Linked DNA regions of Mus musculus: region 2 is linked to region 1. The links are chromatin contacts, called in public Hi-C maps. All regions are on one chromosome and are shown on one strand. Each heading gives the region's core, a stretch centred on a gene start, on an enhancer-like site or on the middle of the called end of the contact. The rest is flanking DNA. Distances are from core to core; before and after follow the strand shown.

Region 1 (4,000 bases), core at 662-3,161:
TTTAAAGATTTATTTACTTATTATATGTAAGCACACTGTAGCTGTCTTCAGACACTCCAGAAGAGGGAGTCAGATCTCGTTACAGATGGTTGTGAGCCACCATGTGGTTGCTGGGATTTGAACTCCGGACCTTCGGAAGAGCAGTCGGGTGCTCTTACCCACGGAGCCATCTCACCAGCCCGAAAAAATTTTTTAAGTGAGGGGTCTACAGAATGGCTCAGGGGATAAAGGGACGTGCAACCAAGCTTGATGACATGAATTAGAAAACATGATGGAAGGAGAGTCCCAACTCTGATTTACACGTGTGTAAAGTTAATTTTAAAACTTAAAAAGAATCCCAATTACATACAAACAATAACATCATTGTAACTTTCTTGACCAGGAGAAAGCTCAGAGGCTGTAGGTGCTGGGATTGGGAGGGAAGGATAGAACTACCTAGGGAAAGGGCAGCGGGACTGAGAGCTTGGAAGAGACAACAGTTGCACCCTGATATAGGAGCACAGATATGCACTCGTGCGCTTGCATGAGCACTCCAGGGCACGTGCACGCACGCTCGTGCACACATACACAGAGGCAGGCAGAAACTTCCCCCCACACTTGCATGCTCTTCTGCTTGTGGTTCTATGTTTGTTTGTTTGTTTGAGACAGGGTTTCTCAGTGTAGAACTGGCTGTCCTGAATCTCTTTCTGTAGACCAGATGGCCTCAAACTCAGAGATCACCTGCCTCTGCTTTCTGAGTGCTGGGATTAAAGGTGTGTACCACTACTACAAGGCAGGAGCTAAATTTTTTAAAAAGTCAACAGATGGGCTACAAATAGACTGAAATAGGAAAGAAAGGCAGACATGAGAGAGGCTGAGTAACAGACACAGCCTCCAGGTCTATACAAAGAACTGAGCCAGTACTGTTGCAGAGTCAACTAACTCCAAGGTTGGAGGTGGTGGCAAAAGCCTTTAATCCCAGCATTCAGGAGGCAGAGCTAGGTGGAACTCTGAGTTCTAGGGCAGCCAAGGCTACACAGAGAAACTGTCTCAGAAAAGGCCAGAACAATCAACAAACTCCAAGACATCTAATTTAAAATAATGACAAGAAATCCCAGAAAGTGTGTCTGTGTGCGAGTGAGTATATGAGTGTGTGTTGAGTCTGTGAGTGAGAGACAGGGTGTGTGTGTATTCCTATGAAGTCCATACTGGACTCAAACTGACAATCTGGCTTTGCCTTCCAAAGATCATAGGTCAGCTCCATTGTACCTGCTGACTTCTTACATTTTCTACTTCCTAGGAACCTCTGTGATTTGAAACACCAAAATACTATGGATCCAACTTAATATGTATATCTGTGTTCATTCTATTTAAAAATTACCATTGTCCCTCCTAGCACAGATAATTTCTCTGTATAGCTAATATAAATTATGTTTTGAAAAATAGCTGACTCTCAACCTCTAGTATTCTACAAATCTTTGGTTAGGATATAAAAAACTAACCAGTTGCAAAAGCCAAATAACAATGATGATGGTAAGTCATTGTGTTTATTTTTGTAGTATCAAAAGAAAAAGAAAAGAGAACTCATTGTATATGAAAACTGATACAAAAGAAACTGATGTAACAAAGCAGTATCCATAGCAACTACAACTTAATATTTCAGCTCTCTTCAGCTGCAGTGGATTAAATAAAATGACAAGATGTTCCCTTTGAAAAGTAACCTGTTACCATGGAAACAGTTTAGTCGAAGAAGTAAACAGGGAGTGGACAGAAAGGCAGAAAGCTTGTATCTGAATTTCTAAAAGGGAGAAGAGTCTGTGCCAGGAGGCAAGGCGGAAGCCACCAGCCACAGAGAGGCTTCTCCTGACTTGGTCCCTCAGGCCTGCACCACCCTAGGGCTGGCCTGAGAATGGACAGCATCATTTCATCATCCCAAAGAAAGGGAAGAGGGAGCAGCCTCTGTGGATATGTGCTGCACAGTACAAGTACTCTGCACTCCAGAACAAGACAATGACTCAGGTCAACTTTAGTTTCACATGTAGTCTGGACATGATATATATATATATATATATATCTCCAGCTCTTAAGGGCAAATAACTAAGGCTGCAGCTATGGTATGAACTAGACAGAGGCCTGCTGGACAGTCACTGCTATTCTTAGCACAATGTGATGGCTATCAGTTACAACAGGACAAATCTGCAAACTTCACTGCAGCCTCTATCAGTCATGACTTTCTGGAACAGTCACAGATCATACAAATGGCTGTCCTGTTCTGAAGAGAAAAACCACCGTGAAGATAGGAACCAAGCCTACTTTTAGCTCCCTACTACGTCTAAGAGCAGCCTGGCTCTTACCAGTGCACACTTTAAGCTTTAGCTGGCATGTAGTAAGTGTGCATTTTTGCTACGTGTGCTGTGTGTACTTCTCCCCCTCCCCATGTGCTGTTTTTCCAGGCAGTCTGCCCTCCATTTCATGTCACATTTTAATCTAGGAGAAGAAACATATAATTATTATTTTTCAGTCTAGTTTGTTTTACTTAAAAGGATGATCCTGCAGTTCCATCCATTTACTTTCACACTTCCTTATAGTTGAATAACTTTCCATAGCAGCACACTGTCTTGATCTGTTTCTATGCGCGAGAACCTAGGCTTTCCACACATGGCTACTGTGAACAATACTGCCATAACCCTGGATACAGAGCATCTCTGGCGTGGTGACTCCTCTGGCAGACGAGCCTGCGAGGGTATGGTGGGTCACCTTTGGGTTTCTTGAGGAACACCTGTAACTCATCACCATCGTGGCTACACCATTTTATATCACTAGAAACAATGTGTGAGTGTTCCTTTCTGTCCACTGTCCCTTCAAAGTCATTCTGATTTCCTTTCACGTGTATGTGTGCACCTGTACAGTGCAGTCAGTGACTGCAGTGGCCAGAAGGTGTTCAGATCTCACAGAGAGTGGGTTATAGGGGATTATGTGCCACGGGACATTGGATGCTGGGAATCAAAACTTCAGACCTCTAACCAATAATTGCTGAGCCTTCTTCTCCAGGCCCCTATTAGTTAGTTTCCTTTCCTTTAGATTTATTTACTTTATGTGTATAAATGTTTTGCTTCTATGTATGTCCATGCACCACATGCATGCCTGGTGCTCAGAGAAGTCAGAAAGGCAGTGGATCCTTGGAGCTAGGGTTATGGATAGTTGTAACTAAGTCCCAGAGCCTCTGGAAGGGCAGTGAGTGCACTTGACCACTGTCCCATCTGTCCAGAGACTTTCCCATCCCACACCCCTAATTTGCTTTCTTTTTTTTTTTTTTTAAAGATTTATTTATTTATTATATGGAAGTACATTGTAGCTATCTTCAGACACTCCAGAAGAGGGCGTCAGATCTCGTTACGGATGGTTGTGAGCCACCATGTGGTTGCTGGGATTTGAACTCTGGACTTTCGGAAGAGCAGTCGGGTGCTCTTACCCACTGAGCCATCTCACCAGCCCCTAATTTGCTTTCTTAATGACAGTCTCTGACTGAAGTGAGACAGAATCTTGATGTAGTTTTGATGTGCATTTCCTGGTGTCTAAAGAGGTTGGACACTAATACATATTTTTTGAATGAACAATAACTCTAATATTCTAAATCAAGTGTGTCTTAGCTATAGACAGCAACTACTGGCTTTATTCCAAGGTAATAAAGAAAGTCACTGGGGACAGAAGGCTAATCTTCCAAGCAAAATCAATCCAAGAACAGGTCTGACAAACAGGAACAAAGTCCAGCTTTCACTCAAAAACAGTAAAGTATGGAGAACAGCCCACGCCCACAGGCATGGAGTCAGCACAGGTGTGCTGCAAAGCTGGAAGCACAGCGTAAGCGCCTCTGAGTGAGCTCCTGAGAAGCTTGTGACAGCCGTACAGCTCTGCAGGAGAGAGCCAAGTCTGAGGAAGTAAAGGCTACTTACTCTACCCTCTTAAGAAGTCACAGCAATAATTACAGAAGCAATTCTCCCACGGGCTTCTTCAGACTATA
Region 2 (4,000 bases), core at 510-3,009, 130 kb before region 1:
AGAAATGTCAGAGATAGCCGGGTGTGGTGGCACACGCCTTTAATCTCAGAACTCCGGAGGCAGAGGCAGGCGTATTTCTGAGTTCAAGGCCAGCCTGGTCTACAGAGTGAATTCCAGGACAGCCAGGGCTATACATAGAAACCCTGTCTTGAAAAACAACAACAACAAAAAACCCCAAACAAACAAAACAAAACAAACAAAAAACCCCAACAAAGAAATGTCAGGGATACAGCTGCCCATCTCACCTGCCTGCCTAAGTCTGCTGTCCCTTCCTGTCTCAGTCATTCAACCCACAGATGAACACTGAAGGTCTCTGGGTGCTGGGACTATTCTGAGCCAGGCCTGAAGAGAGGATGAGAACACACGGGCCACATCTCTGGGCTTCTAGTACTTCTTAATGACCTGGAGAGAGTTGACTTCTCAAGACCTCTAGCCACCTTCTGCCACCAACATCCCAGCTTACTCAAGGCTCTTAGTAATGTCCCTGGGCCTCTCTCATCCTGCTGTTGACTAACTGGGGAGAACTGGGGAAAGGGTGCTGTGGTACCTAGTGTACTGGGCACGGTGTGGGGCTATGTGGTCCCTAGTGCCTAGAGTGCATGGTCTCTGACCAAACTGGTCCTGAGTCTATTGTCTAGTCCTCGAGAGAGTGCGAGCATCACCATGGAATCTATCAGCTTGCTCTGACCAGTTAGGACCAGTTGAGCAAAAACTACATGGCTGTAGTATGATTAAGCCATCTCTCTTTTGGCTCACATACACCCCCTTCCCCCACCCCCTGGATCCAGGGATGCAGCATCTTTCTGTGTCTTGCCCTCATGTTCATCTTCGGGCATCAGTCCGGCTCATATCCAAACACCTTGATACTCAGGCAACAGCAGGGTCTGCTATCATCACCTCCTGTCTAACCTGGCCCCAGCCTGTATCCCAAGCCCACTTCCTCCTACCCTGCCTCAGCATCAAGGCCACAGACACTGTGCCTGTGTTCAAACCCTGTCCATAGTGAAGCCTTTGTCTCTGCCCATTAGGAGCCCATGGTCGGCTCAGACCCACCCACACTGCCATTCCTCCCACGATTCCCACCCTCCTATCCTTACACTAGTGAGCCCTTTCTCTACCTTCAAGTTCTGTCATTGTACACTTTGTGCTTTAAAACGTGTATGTGTGTGCGTGTGAGTGGAGGTCAGAGGTTGTCCAGGTCACTAGGCTGGCCAGTCAGAGAACTCCAGGGAGCCTCCTGTCTCTGCTTCCCCAGCACTGGCATTAAAAGCACACACATCACAACTGACTTTATCTGTAGGACCCAGGGATCTAAAACAGATCTTCATGTTTTTGTGGCAAGCATTTTTGCCTTCCCCAGCCCCTACTCTGTGCTCTGAGCTACATGAGGTCTCTAGACCTTTTCTAAGCCACAGCTACTCCGGGCCATCTTGGGCTCAGGCTTCTGCTCACGCCGTTTGACTGCACAGTAAGAGGTGTTTCGTTTCCTCCAGAATGTGGTGCTGAATAGCTCTGCTCTGCTCTGCTCTGGGGTGCTCTGGTCTGAAAGAGAAATGACTAGGGAAACTGCAGCCAGTGTTAGCTTGTCAAATCCTGGGTCCTCGTCCTGGAAGTCTCCATGCAAGCATAAACACATTGGTTCTCCACAGAGGGGTGGTTGTCAGCCTCTTTCTTCCTGAAAGCTGGCTGTGTCTGCACTGTACCTGACCCAGGTTGGAACAGAGGTCAGGACTGCACTTCAGGCTTCCCCCAGCAGGCGGCAGTGGAGCCCCAGAGCCCCACCCACAGGTTGACTTCCAGGCGCTACATACACTGTTTTCTAGTTCACTTTAGTGAATGTGTCAGTTCATGGAGGGATAGAAAAAGGTTTCTGCCCTCTACCCTTAAGACAGTTCTCATGGAGTCCCCATGGTCACCAAGGGATATTAGGGACATGGTCAGCTGGCACCCTAATAGCCACTGTATTGGGCTACAAGGCATCATGGGAACAGAGGCAGGTTCTCTTAAAACATGCCAGAACTCACATGCTCTGAGCCCTACAGGTTCAACGCTTGTGTGCAAGATTCCATACCTTGCTTGAAGTGCTTTTCCCTGGGTGAGCAGATAGGAGTATCTAAGGACAGGGCCAGGGCACCTTCTGGGCACACAAGAGCCCTCATGGCAGAGCTGCTCAGAGATTCTTGAGAGCTGGTTTCTGGGCCCAAGATTCTTGGAAGCTACCCACAATTTAATACCCATAGGGGATTGCCAGCGTGAAGCCTCGGCACTGTGGAAACTGGTCTGTTTTCATAGCATCTGGGAGGTGTAATCAGGTGTCTACATTGAAGATGGAGAGAGGGGAGGAAGGAGTGGGGACAGAGGGCAGGGAGAAGAGATCAATTTCCTTTCTACTTACTGGGTGCCACTGTGCATGCCCTGCGGATCCACCAGGGAAAGCGAGAGAAAGGACTTCTTGTTTGAAGACAAATCTTTATTCTAGTTGGCAATATCTACCAGGGCCAGGCCTCCCTGCACAGCAAGTCAGACCTGCCATCTTTCAAGCCTTTCCCAGTTGCCCCTTGATGTAGAAACTACCTACCCAGCTGCCGCACACATCTTTATCATCTCAGCCATAGCCTGGTCACTAGGGTGGCCCCAGAGGACAGCCATCAGGCTTTGTAGCCACTGCCACCTGGTGGACAGGATCAGAAGTCAATTCTGTTCTGTAGTGGACCAGAGCTTAGCAATGACTGAAGGGAGTGGAGCAGACCTAGGAGTGACACCAGGACACCAGGCATAGAAAACTATGTCCTGAAGTAGCTCCATGTCTCTAGCTGAGTCAAATAGGTCTTACTGCAAGCTCCTTGTGGGCTGGTAAAGACAGCCCAGTACATAGAGTGCTTGCCTGGCCAGGGTGAGGACCAGGATTCAGATGCCCAGAGCCCATGTAAATGCTATGTGTGTGGTGGCCCACATGTAATACTGTCACATGTGAGGAAGGAAGCAACAAAGACGGTGGTATCAGCTCTGGGGCCCCACCCATATGCTTTCCTCTCAAAGCCCAAACCAACCAATCTCATTTTCTGATTCACCCCTGGGACACAACAGAAGCCAAACTGCAGGGCAGAAGCTCCTAAAAAGTGTCCACCAGGGCCAGAGACATGAGCAGGCATAGCATCAGGGTGGCGAATGGGAGAAACTGTAGGGAGGAATGTCTGCAGGGGCACCTGCTGCACAGGTGACAAGGGGTCTTCATACACAGCCTAGACTAAGGAAAAGGTCAAGCTGACCATTCATGCCTACAAGCAAATCACTTCTGCGTATCAAGGGGCTTCCATCGGAAGGGGCCCACCTACCCAGTCACCCACCCAAGTATCCGTCCTGCAGGACAGTCACAGAGCTAGTGACTCTGGCTTAGTAACAAGGAAAGCTGATGTGTCCAAACAGAATTGGTCTGGGGGTGGTGGGGTGGTAGTGAGTGCTTAGTGCAGTTTCTGATCTGATTCATCAAAATACACACAGCTGTGATAGCCACGTTGGGTAGAAGGGACAGAGATGCAGGGCCCAGAATTTCATTTGTCAGGATTCCAGGGCAGAGATGAGCCCAGTGAGTGGTCTGGGAATGGGCACCTCCCTATACTGTGAGAGCTAAGGATCAGGCGTCTGATGTCCAAAGTGCCCAGAGGAGGAGGGCGCGGGCTCCCGAGCCATAAAGGGGCCACGTGCCTCACTCACGACCCATGCTATGCCTGCCATGGCCCACCACCACCAGTTTCTGCTTTGTGTACCCCAGGATTGTGCTCTGGCTGCCATATCCACTCGTATAGCTAGCTGCATGGCTTGCCTCCCTGATCCTCTCTGGGGCAGGCACTTCCTCTGGTTTGGGGACTAATTTGCTCAGCTCCCAGTTACCCGAGTAACAAGATCCATTGATTTCAAAGCAGTGGGTTCAGGACCGGGAACCTGAGGGTGGTGGGTGTCTGGTTTGTAACCAATGCCCTGCTGGCAAGCGCTCATGCCC

The links. A called contact is a pair of places that touch in the nucleus more often than the background predicts.
Region 2: a contact with region 1 is called in a Hi-C map of bone marrow-derived macrophages, with 28 read pairs. The contact joins two enhancer-like sites. A contact is called at or near these places in 1 of 15 datasets of contacts at CTCF or cohesin (large pre-B cells), 23 of 484 Hi-C or Micro-C datasets (B cells, CD4 T cells, CD8 T cells and 17 more), 4 of 115 datasets of contacts at active chromatin or transcription factors (CD8 T cells, double positive thymocytes, large pre-B cells and 1 more) and 3 of 9 other capture datasets (adipose tissue, liver and pancreatic islet).

The regions. Positions count from the first base shown.
Region 1 is chr4:150,493,567-150,497,566 of GRCm38.p6, reverse strand. All of the region lies in intron 7 of Rere (arginine glutamic acid dipeptide (RE) repeats), which reads right to left. Among named protein-coding and RNA genes, the nearest start is that of Gm52709, 28 kb to the right of the region's middle. Within about 2 kb of position 1,911, at least 32 of the 459 cell types and tissues checked have an H3K27ac peak or open chromatin away from gene starts, as enhancers often do. A contact at or near this core is called in bone marrow-derived macrophages, where this site is marked.
Region 2 is chr4:150,624,285-150,628,284 of GRCm38.p6, reverse strand. No RefSeq gene overlaps it. Among named protein-coding and RNA genes, the nearest start is that of Slc45a1, 26 kb to the left of the region's middle. Within about 2 kb of position 1,759, at least 25 of the 459 cell types and tissues checked have an H3K27ac peak or open chromatin away from gene starts, as enhancers often do. A contact at or near this core is called in bone marrow-derived macrophages, where this site is marked.